2 separate regions of the Triticum aestivum genome follow, and region 2 is linked to region 1. A link is a contact called in public Hi-C data. All regions are on one chromosome and are shown on one strand. The core of a region is the stretch at or near the end of the contact, and the rest is flanking DNA. Distances in the headings are between cores, read along the strand shown. Region 1 has its middle 27 kb from the start of LOC123188060. Region 2 holds the start of LOC123188063 (probable LRR receptor-like serine/threonine-protein kinase At1g74360).

What was found. A called contact is a pair of places that touch in the nucleus more often than the background predicts.
Region 2: a Hi-C map of leaf shows a contact between it and region 1, with 2.7 times the contacts expected there. The contact joins the promoter of LOC123188063 here to the enhancer-like site in region 1. A contact is called at or near these places in 1 of 5 Hi-C or Micro-C datasets (leaf) and 1 of 1 datasets of contacts at active chromatin or transcription factors (leaf).

What each region holds. Positions count from the first base shown.
Region 1 is chr2A:146,169,416-146,172,982 of IWGSC CS RefSeq v2.1, reverse strand. No RefSeq gene overlaps it. Among protein-coding and RNA genes, the nearest start is that of LOC123188060, 27 kb to the right of the region's middle. Within about 2 kb of position 1,657, at least 1 of the 8 cell types and tissues checked has an H3K27ac peak or open chromatin away from gene starts, as enhancers often do. A contact at or near this core is called in leaf, where this site is marked.
Region 2 is chr2A:146,511,402-146,514,968 of IWGSC CS RefSeq v2.1, reverse strand. LOC123188063 (probable LRR receptor-like serine/threonine-protein kinase At1g74360) reads right to left here and starts at 1,636. Exons shown (of 2, transcript XM_044600090.1): 1 at 1,340-1,636; 2 at 1-1,225. The coding sequence starts at 1,385.

The DNA.
Region 1 (3,567 bases), core at 408-2,907:
CCGCTGCATGCATGATATTTTTTATTTGCATGGATTAATGGATGCTAGGCAAGCTGTACTACTACAGCTAAAAGAGTTGTTCTCTGTAGCGGGGCGCCACCCGCGTCGGCTGCAAGGCCAACTCAAAGTCATCGCGCCCCAGGCGGCCTAGTTCGTCCCACGATTTGCCTAGGTACCGGAACATGGGTTCTCTGGTTGAACGGGAGTTCGTGGACAGCGTGCGCGGCTGGGCGGAGACGGGACGCCAGAGCGACGACCAACACGCTCTCACCTCCGAGGCCGTTGCGTTCAAGGCCAGTGTCCTGCACATGGGCGCAACACCGCATCCAAGGCCGAAGTCCTACCTGCTCGCCGTAGAGTATGCCGTCGTGCACCCGCGCTCACTCGCTCGCTCCTGCCTAAAGCCGTCGAGTACGCCGTCGTGCATCCTAGTTCCTGCCTACAGCCGTCGAGTACGCCGTCTTGCAACTGCTCCTTGAGTGGCGGAGCCAGGTTTACAAAAGTGGGTGTACATAATTCAAGCTCGGTGTTATCTTAGTTAATTAGAACTAATTGATAGTATATGCAAAATACTCTTGTTACGCTTGTGTCTTACATGTTCTTAGAGTGCAAACCAAAATTAATGGGTGCACATATGTACACCCATTTCCTAATGTAGCTCCGCGCATGGCTCCTATACCTAGAGTCGTCCTCCGCTGCCGCTTAAATTGCTCGTCGCCGTGGCTTCCGGCCACCCCGCATGCACGCAGTCTTGTCCTCACTCCTAAGCCACACTGCAGCCCGCTCCGTTCCTCTCTCGTGGCGGCGGCGACCGGTTGCGAATGCAGTATTTTTTTGTTTAGACATACCAAAAGATAGTTAGTTGGGATGGTTAACAGGTGCAGAGCTCGATCTTGCTCGCTGGTCCGTATCGTATTCTTTCCATTTTCATCTTGCTATTTATTTCTCCTGCCGAGAAGTGGCCTCACACTTTATTTCTCCCACTGATAAGTAGGCCACACACACATGTTATGTTTAATCCGCCAATCCCGGCCCTTTTCCTGTTTGGATACGACCTTAAGGTTAAAAACGACCGGGATTATGAAATACAGGGTACGGACTTCGGAAATTTGAAGATGAGGGTTCATCTCGGATGAGCTCTACAAATTTAAGGTTTAAATCAGACTTCACTCTATGGCGACCGTGCATGCATCCATGCGAGAACAACATTTTTCACATTAGTTACACGCATGCGTGCATGGCGTGGGTTTGAAAAAAACAGTCCGTCGTCCGACTAACGCGCATGCGCAAACATCCTCCCGTACGGAGGCACCATTTTTCTCCAGCGATTACTTGGGGTTTGGATTGAACCCGTGCCGTGCTGCTTCTTTTTCCGCGGGGAGAACTCGTGCTTTTGACCGAAAAGAAAACCTGCACGTATGCGTACGCCCTTGTTTCTTTCAGGTTAGGTGAGACGTGACGCGACGCGAAATTAAATTACGCTGAACTAATTAGGTCGCCATGAACACATGCATGATGAACAGCGTGTCACATTCCCCGCCCTGGCCTGGCCTCTAGATGAGACACGCACAAAATCCGGTGAGAAGTTGCACCTACCTACCTAGCGGCGCGGCGCGGCGGAGAGGATCTTGGGCGGCGTGTGGCTTGAGCTGCGCGTGCAGTCTCCACATGTCCTTGTCACAGCACAATTAGCATGGTACCTTACGCCTGGCACGGAGCCGTGAAGACGGCATCTTCAAGTTCAAGCATAAACAAAACAGAAGCTAACAGCCCTCCTGTCTAATGATGGAATGATTGTTGGATCGAGGCACGCATGGTTGGTCGCGAGCACATGCACAGCGCATAGCAAAAGCATATACGTACGCGACAAGACAAAGGTGATCGGGATGACGGTGCTGTTGCGATTGCGAATGATCTATCTGCCTTCGCTCAGTCGTTTGTTCCCTTCCCGTCGTCGCAATCAGCGGCACATGGGTCCGGCTAACTGTGATGTGCCCTCCTCGGTGCTACTACGATGCAGATGTTCATATACATGCACATACACTCGCATATATGAACGTATAAACACACTCTATCTATATGAACATCTTCAAGATACTGAGTCTGGACAACAACCTAAAATTATGACAGTCATCCCAAGCGTCATCGTAGTCAATAAGAACATCTCATCTCACTCGACGTCTCCTCCCGACACGTGAAACGCCAAAGACGACGCGCGGCCGGATAGCGGCGGCTCTTTGTGTCCCGATGCAGGCGATCGAGGCGTCGCACGCACGCACGTTACGCGCGTGCGATCACTGGGGTGGGGGCGATACGTGACGAGGCAGCGGTCCAACGATTGTTATGCATGGTCAACACAAGCACGCTAGGTAGAGTGCAGGCGAGCGTACGTGTGCGGCGATGTGGATCGACGCCGACCTGCTTGATTTGATTGCTTGCATTTGCATGCACGTGTGGGGCGACTCAGAGCGTGTGGTATTGGCCGGGACGGTGAGAGTTTGTGGATTGCAAGGAAGACACTGATCGTTGTGCGGACCGTATCTCGTTGTCATTCTCTCTTTTTTTAAAGAAAACAGATCAAGCTTTCTTTTTGAGACATTCTCGTAGCGACGCGATATCGTACCAATGGCAGACTTCACTTGAAAATTAAGGGCATCACTGAGATGCCGCTTCTTCACTTGGCTAGCACTGCAGAACAGATGTTGGATCTCTGATAGACTTGTCAGACACGGGCTCGACCACCAGGAAGCGTGCCCTTTCTGCGACCAGCATGATGAGAGCATCGAACATATTCTGCTTCACTGCGTCTTTGCACGACAGGTTTGGTCTATCATTTGTTCGGCGACGGGCAAGCCTAACTAGACACCACGACAGGCCTCATGACTTTTGGACTAGTGCACTATCACTTGGGACCTTGGCAATAGGACGAAGGATGACAAGGCCGTCTTTCTACTGACGATGTGGGGGCTATGAAAACATCGCAACGCCATCGTGTTTGATGGGGTCTCTCCCTTCGTACGCACGATTGTTCACCGCATTGAGGGCGAGGGGCGTGCTTGGAGCAAAGCTGGGATCCTCAAGGGAGAAGTAGAGCCTCTGTTCGGGACGCTTAGGAGGTGGGCGAGCGAGAGTAGTTAGACTAGTTGTCCTATTTTAGCGGCGGAGTTGGTCCGCATGTAATGTCTTGCATGTATAAACCAACGTAGAGGGGTTCTTTCTCATCCCTTCTTTAGCGAGACTAGTTGTCCTACTTTAGCGCTGTTTTGAATAGTGGGTTGTGTCCTTTTGATCTACGTTATTTTTTAAGCGCGGTTACTATTCTGATGCGTCAGTCCTATGGGGTATTAGCATGACGATTTTTCGACTGCCTACTATGACAAGTTTTGTCCGGTTTTGACGATGAAGGGGCAATGATGACGACGCGTCTTCGACTTGCTTATAATCGTCGCTGGATGGTCTACGTATATGGATGTAATTTTATTATTTCTGATGCGGTTGTACTACCATGATTACATATGAATAGATCGTAATTTTTTAATTTTTTTTACAAAAACATCCTACGCATGT
Region 2 (3,567 bases), core at 387-2,886, 340 kb before region 1:
GGGATCCCACCCGAGAGCGTGTTGTTAGACAGGTCCAGCGCCTGGAGCTCGGCGAGACGGCCGTACACCGGCGGTATGGTGCCGGAGAAGTTGTTCTCGGCGAGCATCAGGTATTTGAGGCTCTTCATGTCGGCCATCTCTGGAGGGAGTTCGCCGGTGAACTGGTTGAAGCTGAGGTCGAGCCTGGCGAGCAGCGGTAGCCGGAGCACGCCGGAGGCCACGATGCCTCCGGTGTAGTTGTTGTGATGAAGCACAAGATACTTCAAGCTCGTGAAGTTGCCGAAAATTTGTTGCACGTCGCCGCCAAACTTGTTGGTGCTCATGTCCAAGAACTGAAGCCTCCCGCAGTTCGTCAGCTCCGGCGGTATCTTCCGATCGAACTTGTTTTTCCCAAGAATCAGCGTCTCGAGGACGGCGAGCTTCCCGATTCCGGCAGGTATAATCCCAGTGAAATTATTCCCCCACAGCGACATGTAGGTCAAATTCGTGCAATTGGCGACGGAATCCGGGAAGCCCCCGACCAGCTGATTATCGGAGAGGTCCAAGGACTGGAGCCTGCAGCCACCAGGAAACGTGCTCCACGGGACGCTGCCGGTGAGGTTGTTCTCGGCGGCGCTGAATTCCCTGAATTTCGCGATCCCCGGCCAGAGCTCGCCGGTGAAGTTGTTGGAGCTGAGGTCGACCTTGTCCAGCCTGGGGCAGCCGTCGTACAGGCCGGTGATGTTGCCCGTGAGATTGTTGGTGGACAGGTCGAGCAAGGTGAGGTCGGCGCATATCGCCGGGAAGTTGACGGCGACGGCGCCCTCGAGCCGGTTCCCCGACACGTCGAGCGTCTGTAGCCTGGTCAGCCCGGAGAGGTTGAGCGGCCCGGTGATGAGGTTGTGGGAAAGGTTGAGGCGCAGGAGGCCGCGGCATTGGTTGAGGTCAGCGGCGGGGAGCGGGCCGGTGATGGAGTTGTCAGAGAGGTCGAGCGTAGTGAGCGCCGGGAGCCGCGAGAAGCCGCCGAACGCCGGGCCGGAGATGGCCGAGCGCGTCAGGTTCAGAGACGCGACGCGGCCGCCCCCGTCGCAGGTGACTCCACCCCACGCGCACGGCGACGGGTCGGACTCCTGCCACCCGTCGTAACCGCCCCGGTTGACCTTGTTGTTGGCAACGAGGAAGCGCTTGAGCTCCACCAGCACCTCCTTGTCGCCGGCGCTCTGCGCGGCAATCAGCACCACCTCACCTTCAAGAGCAATCGACCCCCTCAAATTAGACCGACTCCACGCGCAATTCAGCTCCCACACCCCAAGAAGAGAAGAAGAGAAGAGAGCAAGAAAGGGAGGCCGGCGGTGTGTACCTGCGAGGAGGAGCAGGCAGAGGAACCGGAGGAGCAGGGGAGACATGGCCTGCCCTCCTGAATAATCATGGAAGAATCGAATCCTAGACGAAAGGTGTGCCTCTCCTCATGCGCGAGCGGTCTATTCTTCTTCTTGGCTTGGCTTCTCTGCTATGCTCGGTGCTCGCTTGGCTCGCCCCTCAATCCGAAGACGAGGCCGACGAGAGGTGTGAAGTAAGCAAGCGGAAAGACAAAACAAAAGTCTGAGGTTGTTTAGGGGTTAATCCACATGTGGGTGGAGGGACTAGTAGTATGCGGGGGCGTCGCTGTCCCCCCGTCTGGACCTTTGAATTCCCGCTGTTCCATCTTTGTTAATTCGGCGCTGACTGCACGGGGAGCCAAAAGGACACGAGTCTGACCGACTCTCACTGGTTTGGTTGTGCCCGAATTCCCTTGCTTTCCCTCCAAGGCCTTGATTTGTCACCGTTTTTAATCGATGATTTTTAAATTTGAGAGAAGGCACGTCAGCAATGTCGGGAATAAATACTGCGAGAACGAGAAGGGATCGAGCAAGACTGTTTTTTAACAGCTCAGACGACATCTCAAGCTACCATATGGCCGCATGACGACATCTCAAGATCCTTGATCCTAGCGTAGGTGCCCGCCGAAATTCCACCGGAAGCTTCGTTGGATGTTGTTTCCTTTCTCTTGATCAACTACTAGTAACGTTTTTCGTTTTTCCCTGAAAGAAAAACTGGTAGTAGTACTATGATGTTTTGGCTTGGACTGTTGGTCCAGGTAATAGCGGCCGCCGTTGTTGACAGGCGGAAGGGCGGCAACGGTTTGGGTCAGCCTGCCGCGGGAGTTATGATGGGGCCGAAGCGAACGGCCTGCGCACGGGTGACCCGTGCGCGTGCGCGTGGTGGGCGCGCGCGTGTGCAGACGTGAAGCTTCCAAAGCGCACAATGCAGTAATGATGCGCTCTACGCGTGTGAAGAGTTAAGAGCAACAGCCGTTCGGTCCCTCAAACACCCACAGACACGTCTTACCAATCCGCCCTTTCAAACGCCCTGTCGTGTCCACGGACAGTGACAAATCACGTCTCAAATAATGCATTTCATATCCGAATATCTTAAATTAGAAACCTTAAATCCATATTATTACATGCAACACAACGATCTTTGAGCGAAGCTCGTCCGGCTCCGTCCCATGTCCGGCGGCCGGCTGTGCCCCTCATAGTGTCGGTCCGGTCACCACCTAGGTAGAGTAGGGCATAGGACACAAGCCGGCTCACGTGACTCAAGGCGCCGCCGTCTCCCATGCCCCACTCTTCCTCGTCGGAGCCCGAAACCCGAATAGTGCCGGTGGATGTCAGATTGATGATGGATTCCTCCTAGGACGAGCCGGTGACGTCCACCACTACGCGGTTGCGGCGCCCGGACTGCTGCATCATACGGGGCGTCGGAGAATGCGACTCTGTCTCGTCGACGTCCACCGCCGCCTCCCGCGCCCGCTGCCTCGCACAGCGGGCACGTCGTGCCATGTTCTCGTCGGACGAGGCCCATGGTGCGTCCCGATGCTCGGCGCGCCAACAGAGGGGTTGCACGTCCGCCACCGTGTTCGAACGCCAGATGAACCGCACCGCCTTCGGCGAGGGAGCGACAACACACCTAGCGCCGAATCCATGCGCTATTTGGGCGATGCGATGGATTCCCTGCGGAAGGAGTCCCACCATTGCCGGGCACGGGCTTCCTCTCGGGAGTGGCGGAGCACAAGCCGGACGACCATCTCCTTCTCGGGGCCGCGTAGGATGAGCTCGGGGTCAATGGATCTACATGTGAAGGACTCAGATCCGCCGCCTGCCATGCCAAAGACGGCCAGAGACCGCCGGACGGGAGCTTGTGTGGCGGAGGGGAGTGCAGTAAAGTGGCTAGGGTTTGGTCCGGCGAACGGATGGTGAGGAATATATGTGGGGCCGGGCGGGGCAGCGTGGGCTTGGTCCGACATGGAGGACACGCCCAGGCGCCCTTATATGTGCCCCATATTTGGGCTGGATATGAGGGGTGCAAGTCAGCCTGGGTGAGGGTGTCCTGAATTAGGGGGTCCTCGGGCGTCCGAGCTATGTGACGTGGGCCAGACTGATGGGCCATGAAGATACAAGCCGAAAGACTTTTCCCCATGTCCGGATGGGACTCTCCTTTGCGTGGATGGCAAGCTTGGCGTGCGAATATGAAGATTCCTTTCTCTGT